2 separate regions of the Gossypium hirsutum genome follow, and region 2 is linked to region 1. Evidence: chromatin contacts called from public Hi-C data. All regions are on one chromosome and are shown on one strand. Each heading gives the region's core, a stretch centred on a gene start, on an enhancer-like site or on the middle of the called end of the contact. The rest is flanking DNA. Distances are from core to core; before and after follow the strand shown.

Region 1 (5,456 bases), core at 405-2,904:
GACTCGAATTTGCAGGAACAACAAGAAGAGTAAAGGCAAATGAAAGATAGTAAGGTGGGTTCAAGAGAAGTTATATTATAAACGTTGTCCTACCCAGAATAGAGGGACTATTTTACCAATCTAATCCAAAAAAATTTAATATTTATAAAAATGTTATTAATTCAAAATTTTGAAATGAACATTAAAATTTGGTTATGAGAAATAATAGCAGGCACCACCTTTTTTTTTCTATTAAAAAATAATTTTTGGGGTTTTGGACACTAAATGTCAAGATACTAACACATGGGAGTGAAAACCTCAATAAACTGACTTACTTTCATTAGTGAATCATCCAAGTATTTAATACAAGGTGGAAGGACGTACTAACAAACTATTAGTTAACTAGTTAACTAACTGACTGTTAACCCTTTTCTCTTATCATGCCCCGAGCTTGTTTGCTTCCTTTCCCCGGCATTAGCTTCATTGACTGAAACCCGAAGTTGACTTTTAAATTTTTTGAACAGGACTGCTGACAAGGGCTTGGTTAAAATGTCAGCCACCTGTTCTTGACTTGGAATGTGTCCAACTTGGAACAGGCCTTGTGCAACTTTTTCCCGTACAAAGAAGAGATCCAATTCGACGTGTTTGAATTTAGAATGTTGAACTGGGTTTCCTGCTACGGCCACGGTTGCGAAGCTGTCACACCATACAAGTGCTTTGCCGTAGTGAGAAACACAAAGTTCGGTTAACAGCGACTGTATCCACACCATTTCTACAATAACATGGGCGAGACTTCTGTATTCAACCTCTGCAGTCGAACGTGATACAACCTGCTGCTTCCTCGAGCTCCAAAAGACCAGATTTCTACCAAGAAACACACAATAACCAGACGTGGACCGGCGATCATCTACGTCAGCTCCCCAACTAGCATCAGAAAATCCCTCGAGTAACAGCTTGGAGCACTTTGTGAACCTCAGGCCATGATCCAGTGTTCCATGCAAATAACGGAGGATCCTCTTAACAGCTTTAAAATGCACATCAAGAGGTCGGTGCATGAATTGACACACCTTGTTGACAGCAAAGGCTACATCGGGCCTAGTTATCACTACATACTGCAATGCCCCAACGATACTCCGATAGAGATGAGCATCATCAACAGGATTCCCTTCATGAGCAGACAGCTGACACGTTGGTACTATGGGCGTTGGTAAACTATTTGACTTATCCATACCTGCTTGTTGTAGGAGGTCGAGAACATATTTCCTTTGGTTAAGAAACACTCCAGTAGAGGTATATTGGACTTCTATACCTAGAAAATAATTTAGTTGGCCAAGGTCTTTCAAAGAGAACTGAGCATCAAGTCTTCGAACAAAGCCATCTATGGTTTGAGAGTTGGTCCCAGTAACGATTATGTCATCGACATATATTAGCACATACAGTAGCTGTGATTCAGAGTGTTGAATAAAGAGTGAACTTTCGGCTTTAGAAGCAACAAAACCAGTGACCAACAGGAATTCTTTTAACTTGTGAAACCAGGCCCTAGGTGCCTGTTTGAGTTCATAAAGAGCTTTGCGCAACTGGCACACCAATGGTTGATTGTTATCTCTTTATTTTTCAAAACCCGCTGGCTGTTCCATATAAATCTCCTCTTGGAGATCGCCACTGAGGAAGGCATTATTTATGTCGACCTGTCTGAGAGACCAGCCCATCGAGACAGCAAGAGCTAGAACCACACGAATGTTTGTTGGTTTCACCACTGGACTGAAGGTTTCTTGGAAGTCCACCCTAGCTTCTTGGAGATACCCTTTTACTACCAACCGTCCTTTGTACCGAGCCACTGAACCATCGGCATTACGTTTGATTTTGAAAATCTACGACCTAGAGGTAAAGGCACAACGTCCCAAGTATGATTTGCAAGTAAGGCTTTGTATTCAGCATGCGCTGCTGCTGACCATGCAGGATGTAGGAGAGCTGCTGTAATGGAGGTAGGTTCCTCATCTTCTAGAACAGACGTGAACACTTTAGGCTTGTAAATTCCACTTTTAGATCTCGTTTGCATCGGGTGAGTATTTCCCAGGAGTAGATGCTGTTCAAAAGATGCAGATGAGTGTGATGAGTGTCCTGAATCTGGTGGTGAGTGTCTTGACTCTGGTGGTGTGAGAGAACGTCAAGACCCAGACGAGTTATCAGTTTGGCTTATGCTATCGTATGACACCGGAGTAATCCCTTCCTCATGAGGAGAAACAGTAGGAGGAGATGTATTACCCAACACCACTGGAAGGCGAGATTGATGCTGAAAACTTTGAACTGACTGAAAAGAGAACCAAATGAACTATCCTGTTTGAAAGGAAAACACGCCTCGTCAAATGTGACATGTCTGGAGACAAACACCCTACCACAACTGGCAATGCATCTATACCCTTTTTGATTTGACACCACTCCAAGAAACACACATTGACTGGACTGAACTCCAGCTTATGTCGATGATAGGGCCTCAAATAGGGATAACAAGCACATCCAAAAACCCTGAGGTACGAATAGGATGGCCTAACTTGATACAACATATCATAAGGACTTTGGTTGTGTAAAACAGGTGTTGGTAGCCTGTTAATCAAGTGCACATCATAAGAAAAAACATAATACCAGAACTCTAGAGGTAAGCCTGCCTGAGCTAAGAGAGTTAACCCCACATCTACAATTTGCCGATGCTTCCTTTCAGCCACCCCATTCTACTTCGAGGTGTGAGGGAAAGTTACCCGGTGTTGAATACCAAGGCGAGCAAGCTCCTTTGAGAGCGATCAATACTCCCCACCGCCATCAGATTGAAGAGCTTTGATGGAGTAACCAAATTGAACACGACCCATTTGATTAAACTGAAGAAAACATTGAAAAACTTCAGCTTTGGACTTGAGAAAATAAACCCAAATGTATCTACTATACACATCCACAAAGAAGACATAGTAAAGAAATCCATTGGACTTGACATGTGAAGGACCCCAAACATCAGTTGTTACTAGTTCAAAAGGTGAAGAATACACTGTTCGAGAGGAGCTGAAAGGCAGCTTATGAGCTTTGCCTAGTTGACAAGCTGAACAAACAGAAGTAATACTATTTTTATTGAACTGAATATTACAATCTTCTAAAGAAACTCTAAGGACACTCGAGCAAGGATGTCCTAATCTTTGATGCCACAACTCCAGGAGTGATAATTGTTATGCTGTACACAGATTCGCTGAGACTGACTGTGAGGATGTACCATCTGTACGAGAAGATGAGCCAGAAAAATTGAACTGATATAGACATGTGGCCCACTAGGAGGGTTTTCCTTGTCTGTATATCCTTCACAAAACACAAAAAAGGATGAAATTCAAAGTAAACATCATTATCTCTTGTAAACTGCCCAACAAACATTAAACTCTTGCATATAGTTGGTACATGAAGAATAGTTCGTAGGCGCAAAAGTCTAAACCCAGCCAACATACTAGTGTTCCCAACATTAGAAATAGGAACTGAAACATCATTCCCCATCGACACATGTTTCATACCTGTATAAGGAACAACATTTGTGAGAGCAGTCACATTTGGAGTAACATGGTTTGTCGCACCAAAATCTGGATACCATACTTGGTTAGTATTATCAGCAAACGAGGTTCGTGAAGGCTGATGAGAACACGATGACAGTGGCTGATAACAAGAGCTACACCCATGAGAACAAGAAGATGCGCCTTGATCTCCAACCTGATGATAGTTGACAGAAACAGTATGACTAGAGTTAACACCAGAATAGTTTTCATCAAATCTGTGATAGCAAGTCTGGACTAAATGTCCAATTTTCCCATATAATTGGCATTGGGGCTTGGAACGAGACCAACCACGACCATTCGTACGGCCCCTGGTTCGAGACCAACCACGACCATGCCCTCGATAACTTGTTTTATATTCTTGTTGATAAGTCCCTGAAGATTCGGTATGCTCCGAACTTTCAATACTACTTTGTTTTTTATGAGACACCATATTTGCTTGCGGTGGTACCTCTGTTAAACTATCCAGTTGTCGTGTCTCACAATCAAGTAACAGTTCAGTTAAGAGATCTAGTGACATAGGAGTAGCCGAGGCTAGGATACGAATAGATTCATATTCCATAGAGAGTCCAGCGAGAGCAATACTGACCTGCTCTTGCTCAGGTACAGGACTTCCAGCAGCAACCAGACTGTCACTTAAGCTCTTTACTTTGCCCAAATAATCTTTTATTGAAAGATTTGCTTTCTTGATGGAATACAAAGCATGCCGCATGCTAGAGATCTTGACGGTAGATTTAGCACCAAACCGCCGCTCAATAGCTGTCCAGATTTCAGAACTTGTTTTGGCCATCGTGAGATGCACCAAGACATCATCGGTTACTGTAGAAAGAAGCCAAGAAGCCAGGAATTTGTCCTGCTTCTTATGAAGAAGAAACAAAGGATTAGAAACAACTTGTCCATTAGGTCCAGGAAGAACAGAAGGCGGACTGGTAACTGTGCCAAGATCAAACCCATCAAGTTCATAATCCTCAAGAATCAACAATATTTGATGCTTCCACAGTAGGTAGTTGCGTTCAATGAGTTTGACTGTATCATGCTTAGAGAAATACTAAGCATTTGATAAAGAAACATTGCTCTGACCCACTCCTTCAGTGTTGGAAGAATGCTGCGGTGTATCACTGGGAAGAGAATCGTCAGTAGCCATGAACAAATGAAATCAAAAAGAGAACAAGAAAAAAATTATGGCTCTTGATACCATGTCAAGATACTAACACATGGGAGTGAAAACCTCAATAAACTGACTTACTTTCATTAGTGAATCATCCGGGTATTTAATACAAGGTGGAAGGACGTACTAACAAACTATTAGTTAACTAGCTAACTAACTGACTGTTAACCCTTTCTCCTATCACTAAATAGTCGGCACCATATATATATATATGCTGGCACATTGATGGCCGGCACCCCCTATATCTGATTAAAAACTAATTTTTTGGACAAAGTGGTGCCGGCAACATTCACCCAAAATCACCCAAAAAACAAAAAGAAATGGGAATGTTTCAACATAACCTCTCCTTGTTTTCTCATTTTTTTTTATTTCCTAAGTTTAATTATAGATTTTATATTTTAAAACAATATTAAAATACTTATCATATTTTTTAATTATTATTGCATCACTCACATTATTATTAAATTTTAAAAATAATTTAAAATATATTGAACTATATATTTTATAAAATTATAATTTTCATGCAATTATTCAAATACTAATTTTTTGTAAATGTCAATTTTTTAAGTTAAATTTGTAATAAGTCCAATTTACCCAGGCCCATTTAAGTTATTTACAATGAATAAATGAGTCAAACAAATAAACCCAAATAAATTAAAATAAAAGCAAAATAAAGTCCATAGATTACAAAAGCCCAAATAGTCCATTTACAATTTTCAGTAAATCCA
Region 2 (5,671 bases), core at 1,282-3,781, 950 kb before region 1:
TTTTCGAGTTCTTTGAAGATATTAACGATGATCTCCATCGCAAATAACCCATTTTTGTTTAACTTTATTTGTGGCGTTGATAGATATGTCGATGGAGAGACGGAAATGGTGGAATTATGAGGGGTCTGGTAGTTGAAGAAGTGCTTGGGACATGGGGGTTAGTGCTCATCGTCAGTATGCTTGGGATCGACGTTGAAGCGATGCTGATGTGGGGGTTGGAGGATAAGTTCAAGTTGTTTATGAAACAAGAACGAAGAGGAACGAAGACGATTGATAGTGCTGTTAGTGGAAAATATAATTTTTAATTACAGTAATTAATTCAAACAATTATATTAATTAAAATGATTAGATTGAAAAAAAATAAAATGAGAAGAACTTTTTTAGATAGTTTACCCAACATTAAATCGTGTATACAAGAAATATATATATATAAAAGAGCTCAGTCGAGTAGCTTGTCTAAAACTAGATAGAAAGCTCAAAGTCAAACCCCTTCACATTGGGACCCATTTTTGCATGGTAGAGCCACGTGCCCTTCAACATGCTTACGTCATTAGATATTAAATTGTTCTGAATTTGAATAACAGCACAAGAGTCATGCCATGTTATTCAATAAAAGCAAGCTCTGCCTTTTAATGGTGAGCCCTCCCACCCTCAAGGTTTGGTCGACGCTAATTGATCGACGCGTGCCCTCCTTTCTTCTCTCTCTCTCTCTTTTTTTTTTAGGTCAAATCCCCTTCCATTATGTGACCTTCCAAGCAGAATTGCTTCATCACTACCTTAAAAACAGTTTCTCTTACACTTCCTCTCTTTGAACCCAATGTCTTTTTCTATTTTTATTGATACTTTTATATTTTTTTTTATATCGAAATAAATAGAAAAAAATCTAAATTAAAGGAAAGGATGATTTGGACACGAAGTTCAAACTCCGGATATGTTGTCAATCAGAGTTGAAACCAACACACTAAATAAACCAGTAAAAAAATAACTTAAATTATCTTTAACCAGTGCTTATAAGTATGGATTAAGCATAAATGTCATAAATCTGGTGAAGAAAGCAAACGGCATCATCTTATATATAATTTGGTATGATTTGATTCATTATTTTCGGAAGTAGATATGAATTGAATAAATATATATAGTATATAATAAGATGACTTGTCTGTATAATAATATAATACATATGTGATAAGATATACCAATAGTAAAGAAAAGAAAAAGGACAGAACGTTGCTTCTAACACAGTGATCTTAAGAGAAATTAACTATTAATTAGTAGAAATTTTTACACGTATCGACATGTCTCACTGAATCAAAAAAAGAAAAAAGAAAAACTCTTTTTGGGAGTTATGCATTTGGAATTACATGAAATCATTAACATCCAAAATATCAGGGATTTCCGACTTCAAAATGTTGGTGCAATAGCTTTCTGTTTCGTTTTCAGTGGTGCTGCTACTGTTGAGGTATGCGAAGTCTGAATTCAATGGGGCGGGGCTCGACGAAGGCGTCGACACAACTGACCCCAACCCCAAGCTCTGGTTGCTGTTGATGGAATGGAAATTCGAGGTTTCGATTGAAGGGTCCATTACGGTTTGATAATCCGAGCCGTAATAGTTGTACTGCGGCGGTAGCGGCACGTAATCTTCAGTCAAAATTGAAGGCATAACATAGTCATTGAAATTTGATGGGAATTGGTTCAAGTTGGGTTTCATCACGAGTTGTTGTTCTTCGTTATAAAATGGAACACTACAAGTTGGGGTTTCTTCGACTTGTGCATGGAAATGGTTAGATTGCATCAATGGTTGATATTGGTCAACATTACGAAGAAGCTCAGGGTTAGCAAAAGACTGGATAAGATATTGGTTGTGAAGGAAAGAGAGACCGAGAAGATCCAGTCGAGGAGTATGGGTCACCGGATCGATCCCCATTCGAAGAAGAATTTTTCTAATGTGTGTGTTCCAATAGTTTTTTATTTCGTTATCTGTTCTTCCGGGCAACCGAGCAGCAATGGCAGACCACCTTAAAACATTACAAAACATTAAGGGAAAAAAACACAATAATAGAACTGAAAACAGCAAATAAAGATGTAAACAGAACTTACTTGTTGCCCAATATACTATGTAGCTGAATTATAGTCTCTTCTTCTTCAAAAGAAAACCTTCCTCTCTTGATATCAGGCCTCAAGTAGTTAGTCCATCGAAGACGACAACTCTTTCCACATCTTTGCAACCCTATAATAAAAGATTTTACAAACCCATCAGGCGTGAAGTCCATAAGAAGTACTATAATTCATCCGTAGACAAAACATATGGTGTCCTATCGGTAAATGAATGCTAGAGGTTTACCAGCATTCTTTGGAAGTGTCCTCCAATTTCCATAACCATGTTTTTGAATATAATCAATCAATTTTTTATCTTCTTCAGGAGTCCATGGCCCTTTTTTGAGCCCATTTTTATCACAACAAAGTGCTCTTCCCATGTTTATTGCTTAGTGACAGAGAAGAGAGAAAAATGATGCAGCAGCAAAGAGATGCAGGGTCCCTATAGGTACGTACTTGTATAAATAGGGAGAGAAACCAAAGCAAAAGTCAAATAGATTAGGTACCGTCCTCTGTTTATTACTATGGCAACGTGTCCTCAAATCTTGGCTCCCATATCTTTAAATCTATCAATTACTTTTATTTATTTATTTATTTATTTTAGTTAAACTCATTTTTTTAAGTTGGGTTTATAATTTATGAAATTTTTTTTTTTAAATTTTTGGTTATATCTCCCAACATTATTTTCAAAGTTTTATCTTCTTAAAATATAATATGTATTATCAGTATACTTAATATTTTGTGATATTATTACTTATCTTTTAATAGATCTCAAATTTATCTATCCAAATTTGTTATTAAGTTTAAGTGGTAAAAAAATTTATTCCTTTTAAACAAAGTTTTAATTCTAAGTTTTAAAGATGAAAAAAATAATAATAAATTTTATTTTTAATTTAAAAATTAGATCTAGGTTAACTCTAAAATTAATGTGATTACCATCCAAATTCATAAACTGCAGTCATTTTTTGCCCAACATTATGCGGGAGGAGAGTGTCACTCCTCACTTTCTGGATTCATATTAGCTGTCACCAACATGAAACAGCCACCTGCCCCTTCTTTTCTTCTGGCATAATTTGCATGGCTACAATTTTACCAAGATTGGCTTTGACTTACTATCTCAAAGTCCTTTGATTTTTTTTTTCTTTTAAACATAAGAAATTGCAAATACAAAAAGGAAATATTTTTAAAAAAATTATATTTTAATTTTTTAAAAAGGAAATTGAATTAAAATCGAAAAGCGATTAGTTAATTGTTTTGTCCATTGAAAGCTGCATTGGTAGGCCGATTCTATTGCCCTCACATGAGGGTAATGTGCAATTATTTTAACACTTGAGGGATTCAAGTCAATTACTTATGTGTGTTTTTAATAAATAAATAAGCATTTAATTCGAGGATGATAACAATGGTGTTTGGTATGCATAGAGAGAACAGAAAAAGGGCCCCTCCAATAAATTTCAGGAAAAGGTTTAATTTTCACAATTTAAAATTTGCATCCATAAATATATAATTAATTTTTATCTTATGTGATATGATACATGAATTACTCGTCTATTTTTATAAATTGTTATTATATTGATATTAATATATTATTTAAAATTATTGATGAAACATATTTGAATATATAAACAACTTAAAAAAATATACTTAAGTTTTTTTAAATACAATATAATAAATTTAAAATATTATAAATATAATATATTCATAATGTTATGGATATAATTTATGGGTCAATTATGATGAAGGAAATTTGAAAAATAAATTTGTTATAAATTCTATATTCAGAATTTTAAGACACATTGTATAAGTAAGTTAGAAATAAAGTGTCAAAACAATTTTTAATTTTAAAAATAAAGTTTTAATTTTTAATTTTAAAAATAAATTTTGTTAGAATTGTGTGACCTAAATTCTAAGAGATTGCTTGCAAGTTAAGTTAAAAAAATATTTTATTTCTAGACGATTTAGTATTTATTACTATAATTTATTTAGCATTTATTAGCATAATATACTTGACATTGATTAGAATTAGGTTTTTTTTCAATCTATAAATAGATGTAGTCAAAACTCCTCTTATATCATTCAAATTCAACATTAATGAATTTTCTTCTCCTTTGCCTGTGGTTTTTCCCCGTAAGAGTTTCTACGTAAAATCTGTGTGTTATATTTTCTCGTTGTGGCAGAGAAAGATGTAGGCAGTTCTTGTGTAGATGGATTTGGAGTATGCCTTGTTAGGGGTAGATAAGATGCCTTCGACATTGACAGAGGAAAAGAAGAAGTGTAAAGATCGAAAGGTTTTAATGCAATTACATATGCATCTGTCGAATGAAATTCTACAGAATGTGATAAAGGAAAAGACCGTCACTACATTATGGGCAAAGTTGCAGCAACTATGCATGTCGAAAAACCTAATTAACAAGTTGCATATGAATAGTGCCTTTATGCTCATCATTTAAAGGAAGGTGCGTCTGTGCACAAACACTTAATTGTGTTTAAAGAAATTTTCTTGGACCTAAAGGCCATGAAGGTTCAGTACGATAAAGAAAATTTAGGGGTAATTCTACTTTGTCTGTTGCCCTCGTCTTATTCAACCTTTAAAGATACAATTTTGTATAGCTGCAAATCTTTCACAATTGATAAAGTCTATGCTTCTTTAACACCGTATAACAAGATGAAGCATATTGTGTCTGGATTCGACTCTTAAGGAAAGGGTCTCATTGTTCGTGGAAGGACACAGGAACGAAATTTTCACAATAAATCTAAGAGTAGATTGAGATCTTCAAGCAAAGGTAAAATTTGTAACTTTTGTAAAAAGAAAGGGTACATTAAGTCTGAATGTTGTAAGTTGCAGAATAAGATCAAAAGAGAAAACAACCAAAACAATCCAGTGAAGCTGATGTTATAGAAGACTACAGTGATGGTAAACTCCTAGTTGCTTCTACCAATAACTCTAAAGTGAGAAAGGAGTGGATCATTGATTCTAGTTGCACCTTCCATATGAATCCCAATCAAGATTAGTATACAACATATGAAACAATTTTTGACGGTATTGTTTTAATGGGAAATAATGTTTCATGTAAAATTGTAGGTATTAGCATGATCAAAATTAAGATGTTCGATGGAGTCGTCAGAACACTTAGAACACTTAATGGTGTACGACATGTACCAGCATTGAAAAAGAATTTGATTTCGTTAAGTACTCTTGATTTAAAGGGCACAAGTACACAATTGAAAGTGGGGTTTTGAAGATTAGCAAGGGTTCCCTCATTGTGATGAAAGGGCAGAGAAAGTGTAACACCCCTTACCCGCGTCCGATGCCGGGACAGGGATCGAGGCATTATCGGACTTAAACATAAATATTCATACAAAATCGAGCCATAAAATTTCATTCAATTTAAAACCATTCATACACATGCACATCGTCCCTTATACGGGCTTACGAGGCCCAAAACATACATCGGAGATGATTCGGGACTAAACCGAGAATTTTTGGAAATTTTACAACACTTAAGAGATTTTCCATTTTTAGAGAGTCACACGCTTGAATGGAGTAGGCCGTGTGGTTACACACGCCCGTGTGGCT

What was found. A called contact is a pair of places that touch in the nucleus more often than the background predicts.
Region 2: a contact with region 1 is called in a Hi-C map of leaf, with 2.3 times the contacts expected there. The contact joins the promoter of LOC107963372 here to the promoter of LOC107947743 in region 1. A contact is called at or near these places in 2 of 34 Hi-C or Micro-C datasets (both in leaf).

Annotation. Positions count from the first base shown.
Region 1 is chrA06:91,967,971-91,973,426 of Gossypium_hirsutum_v2.1, reverse strand. LOC107947743 reads right to left here and starts at 1,654. Exons shown (of 2, transcript XM_016882274.1): 1 at 1,601-1,654; 2 at 390-1,556. The coding sequence starts at 1,654. The coding sequence ends at 390. It overlaps LOC107949240 (a long non-coding RNA gene), which reads right to left. Exons shown (of 2, transcript XR_001697672.2): 2 at 5,383-5,456.
Region 2 is chrA06:92,918,883-92,924,553 of Gossypium_hirsutum_v2.1, reverse strand. LOC107963372 (transcription factor MYB102) reads right to left here and starts at 2,531. Exons shown (of 3, transcript XM_016899916.2): 1 at 2,342-2,531; 2 at 2,098-2,227; 3 at 1,192-2,015. The coding sequence starts at 2,474. The coding sequence ends at 1,358.